Linked DNA regions of Pan troglodytes: region 1 is linked to region 2. A link is a contact called in public Hi-C data. All regions are on one chromosome and are shown on one strand. The core of a region is the stretch at or near the end of the contact, and the rest is flanking DNA. Distances in the headings are between cores, read along the strand shown.

What was found. A called contact is a pair of places that touch in the nucleus more often than the background predicts.
Region 1: a contact with region 2 is called in a Hi-C map of induced pluripotent stem cells, with 2.4 times the contacts expected there. The contact joins the enhancer-like site here to the promoter of THSD7A in region 2. A contact is called at or near these places in 2 of 7 Hi-C or Micro-C datasets (induced pluripotent stem cells and stem cell-derived neural progenitor cells) and 1 of 1 datasets of contacts at active chromatin or transcription factors (stem cell-derived excitatory neurons).

The regions. Positions count from the first base shown.
Region 1 is chr6:18,155,274-18,159,665 of NHGRI_mPanTro3-v2.0_pri, forward strand. VWDE (von Willebrand factor D and EGF domains) reads right to left here. Exons shown (of 30, transcript XR_010158797.1): 30 at 3,017-3,329. Among named protein-coding and RNA genes, the nearest start is that of VWDE, 78 kb to the right of the region's middle. Within about 2 kb of position 1,393, at least 2 of the 24 cell types and tissues checked have an H3K27ac peak or open chromatin away from gene starts, as enhancers often do. A contact at or near this core is called in induced pluripotent stem cells, where this site is marked.
Region 2 is chr6:17,640,168-17,644,302 of NHGRI_mPanTro3-v2.0_pri, forward strand. THSD7A (thrombospondin type 1 domain containing 7A) reads right to left here and starts at 1,530. Exons shown (of 28, transcript XM_527669.7): 1 at 1,038-1,530. The coding sequence starts at 1,215.

The sequences.
Region 1 (4,392 bases), core at 143-2,642, 510 kb after region 2:
AGACTATTGATAAAATTGCTATGTGGTTGTGATATTTTGAAATATATATTTGGTTTTCATCCCATTCCTAATATATACTCCTAAAATCCTTATAATGTCCAAAGTGATAAGAGTCTTTTTGTATGCTAATGAGTTGACCAATGGCTGGGGACTCCTGGATAGCCAGGTCATAGGAGGCCGGTCATAGGAAAGACCAAGATAGCTTTAAGCATTTCAGCCCTGCCCCTCCAACCTCCAGGGAAGGCGAGAGGCTGAAGGTTAAGTCAATCACCAATGGATAATGATTCAATCAATCATGCCTACGTAATGAAGTCACCATAAAAGCCCAAGGACAACGTTCAGATGAGCTTTCAGATAGCTGAATACACAGAGGTTCCTGGAGAGGGCATAGAACCTCTGCACCCCTTCCCACATGCTTTGCCCTACACATCTCTTCACCTGTGTCCTTTGTAACATCCTTTATAATAAAGCAGTAAATGTGTTTCACTGTGTTCTGTGAGCCGTTCTAGCAAATTAATCAAGCCTGAGAGGAGGAGATAGTGGGAACTCTAATTTATAGCTGGCCAGTCAGAAGCACAGGTAAAACAACCTCGGGCATGTGATTGGCATCTGAAGGGGTAAGTCTGAGGAATTGGGGGACAGTGCCCTCAACCTGTGGCATCTGATGCTACTACAGGTAGATAGTGTCAGAACTGCATTGAATTAAGAGGACATCCAGCTGGTGTTTGCTGCAGAATTGATTAGTTATTGGGGAGAACTCCCCCACAAACTTCTTGGTGACCAGATGTCACAGAAGCCTTCTGTGTTGATCGTTGTGTTGTGAGAATATACTGGGAAGAAACTGAATTTGTTTTCTTCTCATACAATTGTATATTAAGCAAAGTTGTCAAACTGATATAAAAATGTATCTATTTTCATAGTATTTTAATTCCAATTACTAAGTTTAAAAAGTATTCGTTTGTATCTACAATGCTATTTTCACAAAAGCTGAAGAATATTTGTACAATACTCTTATTTTCACAAAAGCTGAAGAATTTAAGTATACACTAAGTGTTAACATTTATTTTGCATTTATATTTCTGAATTTCTGGTAACATAAAACATAGTGAAGCATCTTATTGTTGATGAAAAGAGTCAAACTGTGTAAAATATTTGAAGATATTTATTCGGAGCAAAATGAGTCATCATGGCCTGTGACATGGCCCCAGGAGATGCTGAGAACATGTGCCCAAGGATGTTGGGCTACAGCTGGGTTTTATATGTTTTAGGGAGACATAATAGGTGGATTCAAGAATTTTCTGATTGGCAATTGGTTTATCTAAAGACCCAGAATCAACAGAAGGGAGTGTCTGGGTTAAAATAAGGGGTTGTGGAGACCAGGGGGTTCTTACTATGCAGATGAGGCTTCCAGGTAGGAGGCTTCAGAGAGAAGAGATTGCAAATGTTTCCTATCAGGCTTAAAAAGGTGCCAAACTCTTAGTTTATTCTCTCCTGGATCAGGAAAAAGACCTGGAAAGGGGTGGGATTCTCTACAGAATGCAGATTTTCCCCAAAAGAGACAGCTTTGCAGGGACATTTCAAAATATGTCAAAAAATGTATTTTAGGGTAAAATAATTTCTTTCAGGGCCTGTTATCTGTCATGTTGCTATCTTATTGCTACAAAAAGTCTGCTTTGTTATTCTTAAGGTCTCTGTTTTGATGTTAATGCTGATGGGTTGTGCCTGAATTCCAAAGGGATGAGGGTATAATGGGGCATGTCCGACCATCCATTCCCATGATATCCTGAACCAATGTTTCAGGTTTACTTTGGAATTCAATTACTCGAGAAGAGTTCTTTCCATTGTTTGGGAGGCTTTGAATTTTATTTTTGGTTTATATTATGTTCTCCTAAGTAATCTATTAAAACTACCTTTTAGTAAATATAAAATGATAAATTAAAAACTCTTTAATTCTGACATTGGATGTTAATACTTAAAGAGTCCTTAGCATATGTAGCAATACTTTTATTCTGATTGCGTCTTACTTTATCTTACAGGTTAGATATGGCTTAGGAATGCTCAATCTTTCTACTTAAAAGAAAAAAAATGAGCCTTTGTAAATGTATATGATTTAAGATGGTCGTGTTCAAATTAAAATAACTTGTTTTCTGAAAGTCAAATGAAATGTCTGAGGTAAAATATGAGATAGCAGGAAAAAGGAAACTTTATAACCCCAGGTAACTTGCAATTATTTGGGTCGCTGAGGCAAATCTTTTAATTATATGTGTATTCCTTGTTGTTGTTACCCACTTCCCCAACTATTCATGTATTGTAATTTAACTTTGTTTTTATTAAGCATCCAGATACACTTTTCTTGTGATATCTGTAGAAGGATTTGGTTTTGTGATCATCTCTCTCGATTCATATACCAAAATGGATCATGGTACAGAAGAAATGGAAAGATGGAAGAGCAATCAGATGCAGACCTTTTAGCATGCCTGGTGTTTGTTTTCTCACTTTTGGGCCCAGGACGCCACTGCCACTTTTTGTAAGGCTGGGAATTACATTTTTCAGAAGCCACTTACCTGTGTGGTTCTGGGTCAGAGTTTGCCAATGAGAAAAATTTGCTGGAGAGTCAGAAGAAGGAAATGAAGAGGAAGCCATCAGTCTTTTCAGAGGTGTTTGCAGCTTGATGCTTGGAAAGATGAAATTCACAGTGGCTTTCTAGCAAAATTTTGAGAATAATCCACTTTGCCTGAGACAGTTGGTGGTAGTTTTTAAAGATTCTCAAGTATTATAGCAGCTCCGGGAAAGCCTCTGAAAAGAACCTGCTTGGAGCTTTGGGCTAACGTCTTCATTATTACCTACTCTGATCAGCGGTGGCTTTCCTAACCTCTAGCTCCCAACCCTCATTCCCCATTCTTCAAATACTTACTTCTGTGAGCCCCTCGTTCTGCATTAAGCATCATCTATTAGGATGATATCAAGTGGCTTCCATTAGGCTGACTGACTCCTAATGATGCAGACATAGTCACAGTTAGGGCTGAGAAAATATTCAGTTTATTAAATATTGTGAATGGGTGGAATATCAGATACATCATCTCAATATGTAAATATCCTATCCCATCTCAACATCAAATTTAGATTACCTGGATTTCTTCTTTGCTTTTCTCTATGATTACAACAGAGATCATTATGTATTTTATTAGTTTCTTCAGTCTTTAAGATATTTTTTGAATGATGTTCAAATAAACTCCAAGTTATCTCCAACTTTTTCTGAACAAAATATTTCCATTCTTAAGATACAGGCTTGTAATTCATATAGTTGATGCTACTGAATGGCGTCTTATCTGTAGTAGGAAGAAGGAAATTGTGTTTCAATGAATAGTATAAAATCATTTAACCCTTACTCATTATTTGTTGCCTCCTTCCCTCCGACATGATACGTAAAGCTCTTTTGGTTCTGTTTGCCACTAGACTCAATACTGTTTTCATAAAATTGAAATCAAATCAAGATCATACTTAAGGTCCAAGCAGTCATAACCAAATGGAGCTTGCATACTAGGTGATTCCATCGTGGCAAAATGTTACACTTTAGAAACATCCATGCCCAATAAAACTAATTAACGTTTTGATATCTCTCAGGAAAAAACCAATGATACTCATAACACATTGCAGTGTTTCTCTGAAGTGTCTTTCCCCATCCTTTTCTTTCTCCACCTCTTTCTATTCCTCTATTGGATGTAATTAGTTACAAACTCTTGCATAGTGCTTGTTATGTCCCAGGCACCACTCTAGGTACTTCACATATATTAACATATTTAATCCTCACAATAAGCCTAAGATTAGGTGCTACTATTAATGCCATATTGCAGATGAGAAAACTGAGACTGAGGGGGTTAAACTTGCCTGAAATCACAGAGCAAATAAGTGGCAGGGTCAGAGTGAGTGCACTCAGCCACAAGCAGGAGGTTATGATGCTTCTCAAAGCCTTTTATCAACCCACCCTCTTTAGCACCTTTTTCTTCCTTTGCTTATTTTCCCTTTCTCTGTGTTTCTTGTCTCTAGCCAGTAATTCTTTTTCATAGAAATTCTAGCAATCCAATCAGTAAGCTCCATTTCTTTTTTTTACCCACTATCTCAGGTTGCCTGAGGAAAAGCCAGGAGGTAGTTAGCCAGCCTGAACCCTCCTTTGGGGAAGGTAGGGAAGAGGGGAGCAAGGGATGGAGTTGGAGAAGGTTCTATGGATACCCATGGATGGTGGTTGCTTTTTTCCCCACTAAAGAGAAATTTATGTTTTAACCTATGTGTGGGAGCCAAGGAAATATCGAAAGCAAGTAAAGAAAAAAAAATGACACCAGTGATCAACAGAATAAAGCCAGAATGAGATTGAAGTTAGAAGCTTGGGAGAGC
Region 2 (4,135 bases), core at 280-2,779:
GTCTCTTCAGTAGTGGTGCAGAGATGGGCTGAAGCAGGAAAAGACACCCACTCCCTGAAACTTGTTTGCAACCCCATGACGAATACATACTTTCCCTTTCAACTACAACATTCTCTTAATGTTTGGCATGACCAAGTTATTCTTAAATTACCCCCTAGCTCTAAGCAACAGGAATAATCTTTTCCCATTTTATTCCTATGAACATGTGAAGTTTCAGGTCCGCTAAGGAATTCTCAATGTTTTTCTAATGCAGAGAGAAAGCGAGCCCGCAGAAAAGGGGCTGGTAATTCCTCACTCCGTATTGTTTTCCTGCCTGTCACAGCCCCCGCCAGAAACTCCAAGCATTTTGCCAGTGGGTAATGATGGGCAGTTAGTAGCTGCTTTTGTTGGGTGGTTGAAAAACAAAGCAAAACAATTCTCAAGGAAGGAAGAGAAAGTTTGAACCCAGACATCCTAAAAGTTGTACACTTTAAAAATCCTCCGACTCGCTAGTTAATAATTGAGTTTTCAGTCTTTCCTGAAGGCTCACTGGAGCCCCATTTGCCTTTAATTGTCGGAACCGCCCTCACTTGGCTTGTTTCTGAGGTGTCCCACATATCACAAAGCTAAAGTTAACAAATTCAACTCTATATCCACAAATGTCATGACAGTGAGCATATTGCTTTGCCTGAAGAATAAAGACTGAGACTAAACTCTTTGCTTGTTCTTTGCTAGAAATCTGTTTGAGAAACTCCTAGTAGAATGAAAATCCAGGGGTTAAAAATAATGCACTTCATTATGGAAGTGCGCGTTGCCCTCATTACAGAGCTGCGAGAGAAATATTCCAGCTACTCACTGTTGCCTCTTAGTTGTTATGCTTTTCTTTCCGAATTGCATCGGACATGACCTATTTGCTTCCTAAGAAATCATACTTTTTACCTTAGGATACCAGCATAACCAAGCCATCCAAAAGCACCGGGGTCCCTACAGAAGCCCACCAGCTCCTTAATGTGGCCCCAGATGTGAAGATGGGGAAAGGGTAACTCCGTCCCACTTACCAGTCTTCCACAGATAGAGGGTGGGCGCCTCCGCCTCGCCCTGCGCCGCAGCCCTGCCGGCGCCCGGGCGTAGCAGCAGCAGCAGGAGCAGCGGCAGCGGCAGCAGCTGCAGGACGCCCCGGCGCGGCCCCGCAGCGCCCCGGCTCCCGGACGCCCAGCGCCTGGCTTGCAGCCCCATGCCGCCTGCAGCCACTCCAGGGTCCAGAGCCGTAGCACGCTCGGCAGGGAATTTTTCTCCGCTCTTGGAACGTCTTTTCGAAGAGTACAGAAAGCAAAGCTCTTTCCTGCTATTGTTCGCTTCAGATGAGAAGGAGGGAGAGCGCGTCTAACACCAGGGAACAATAGCGTCCGCGGTGGTGGCCGTGGCCGCTGCCGCCGCCGCCGCCGCCTCTGGCGGGGATGCTGCTGCCGCTGCCATTCCTCGCAGAATGGCAGGTCCCGGCGGCTCCGGAGGCAACTGTCCTCAGGGGGCCCCAGCTGACTGAGCAGGTCTGCTAGGTCTGGGAGGCAGCGCAACCCCCGCCAGCTGGAGGGGGAGGAGGGGGGCGTGAGCCCAAAGGAGCAGAGGGGGCTGGAGGCAGAGGGAGGCGAGAGCGCGAGGGCGAGAAAGGGGGCGAGCAAAGGGGAGAGGGGCCAGCCAGGCGACACCCAGCTCCGACATACCCGCCTAAAGAACTCCTGTGCACATGGTGCGATGAAATATGTTTGGAAGGATGCACCAATAAAAAGAATCATCACCCGGCAGATTTCAGAATGACAAACAGCAGGCATTGATATTCACTGTCATCCAAGGAGTCAAATGCTAGATCTAGTGGCATGCTATTCTTAGTACGTATTTACACAAAGCATCAGTGTTTATTATCTATTTTTAAGCCATGGCTTCTGAATTACTTTGTGTGGGGAGCAGTATTTGAGATCAGGTGTGAAAACACGAGAGCAGAAATGTTTACTTGTCAAAATGCACTTAAACACTTCTTTAAATGTTGTTTTTAACTTAATCTATTATCAATAAAAATATGAGCAATATTGATGCTCTGTGACAAATTAAATTGCCTTTTAATAGCCTTTAAAACTGAATTAGTATTAATGAGTATTTGCAATGCTACCTAATTACATAAATACAATTGTACAAAAAAAAAAAACCCTTAAAATTAAAATTATATTTCAGGTATAGAGTTCTGTCCCTTCATCTACTTCTTTCTCTCAAAAATATGCTACTTCTAAGTATTCTGATAGTTGTGAGTCAAATTGAAGGCCAAACTGAGTCAGTAATGCTGTCTGGATATCTTGGAATTAGTAAATTCTTCATTTAAAATTTCCCTGACATCAATTTTTCTTAACTCTTACTGTAGCAAAATGCCTGTCACAATCTAAATAAGGAACTGCATGTGTTTGCATCTTTTGTCCTTTGTGTTTTCACTTTCTTCTACCAGTAGTAATAGAAGAATGTGTGTGAAGTCAGATAATGCTTTCCCCTTTCTCCTTCTCCCTTTAGCTAATAATAATATCTTTTATTATTAATTCATTTCACAGTAAAGCTAAAATAGTAGGCATTTAACCATTAAAAATTCGGCAAACGGAAAGCCAAAGAAAACTATTATCCCATCAGCAATTTTCAGCCAAATAAAATAAAATTTTAAAAGCAGGAAAACTACTTTTTATGAATTTACTCCAACATAGCTACCCTAGAGTTTAAGATGAGGAAGCTACTCTTTCTGAAAGAGGAAACCTTCCATAAGGCTCCCTTGGGACCCCTGTCATTTTGCAAAGCCTTCCAGACACAGCCCTTCTGCATGCATTAGATTAAAAGCGGGTTTGATCAAATAATTCCCAGGTCCTGCCTGTTTAAGTATTCTGACATCAGAGGAAATTAGCTACGTTGAAGGTTGCAAATTTGGTCTTTGTTTACTTTCCACTCTGTTAGGCCTCTAAGAAGGAATTAAAAGCTCAGAGAGCCCTAGCGCTGTGAGTCTGTGATTAGGAGAGATAAGCTAGTGTGGCTTACTATTTCTTCACTCGTGAAAAACAGGCAACAATCAAAAGATTATAGGTTGATAAGGAATAAAAAGGAAGCCTGATCTTAACTAATGTATGGTTCCCTGAAGGATCACTTCTTTTGACAGTTACACCACAGAAGGAAATGGGACCTGCTATTGCTTCCTGGGTTCTGTCGTTTCAGGAAAATTTCCATGTCCGCTCCACAAGGAATCATTTTCCCATCCTTTCTGCTTGTATTTCCCAGCTACTGTTAGTGCCCTAAACCTTGAAATCCTCTAACTCTGGCACAGGAAGGATTTCAAACTGGACATAGTCTGCTAACAGCAGCCACTCTACGCATTCGTGGGAAGCGCCAATCAATTCACCAAGTGCGAATTCATTATATAACAGAGGACAGAGAATCTGAGGAATTAAGTTAATGTGCAAGGTAATTTACCTAGCCCTTCAAAAAGCCATCCGACACTATACTTAATAGCTTATTGTCAAAAGAAATTTTAAGATTCTGACCTTTATATTTACCCATGGTGGTATAATAATAACTCAACTTGTCAAGAGTGTAAACATCATAGCTACAAATTCAAGCATTATACGGGGTCAATTTCTAGGTTCCAATTTGCTGCCATTTACAATACACAATTATGGTGATATGTTCTGCAGCAGTGTTTCAAAATAGCTAACAATTGGTTTCCTTCTTTCAATTTCAACGTACAGAAGGCCTAGGAGTCACACACACACATGCACATACACAAACACACACAATCATCAGCAAAGATATCTCTGAACAAGGTTAGAGAATCCAAGTCATAGAAACATTTGTCTCCACACCTGCCACACATTTGTTCATAACAATGTCATTATTGCACTTGAGGACAAAAATGTATGGGTCTCTGAGGAGACAAAAGTGATGTATATATCCTGATACGTGTTCCTTTGTGAAAGGTATAGTGTCTAGGTAGATAAATCCTATCAATAAAACTGACAGATGGCAAGAGAAAGCAAGACATAGCAATATTTGTTTGCTACAATATGACATAAATAATAATACACAAATGTTTAATGACATGATGTCAAAATTTAGTCATGAGAAGTCTCAAGGATGC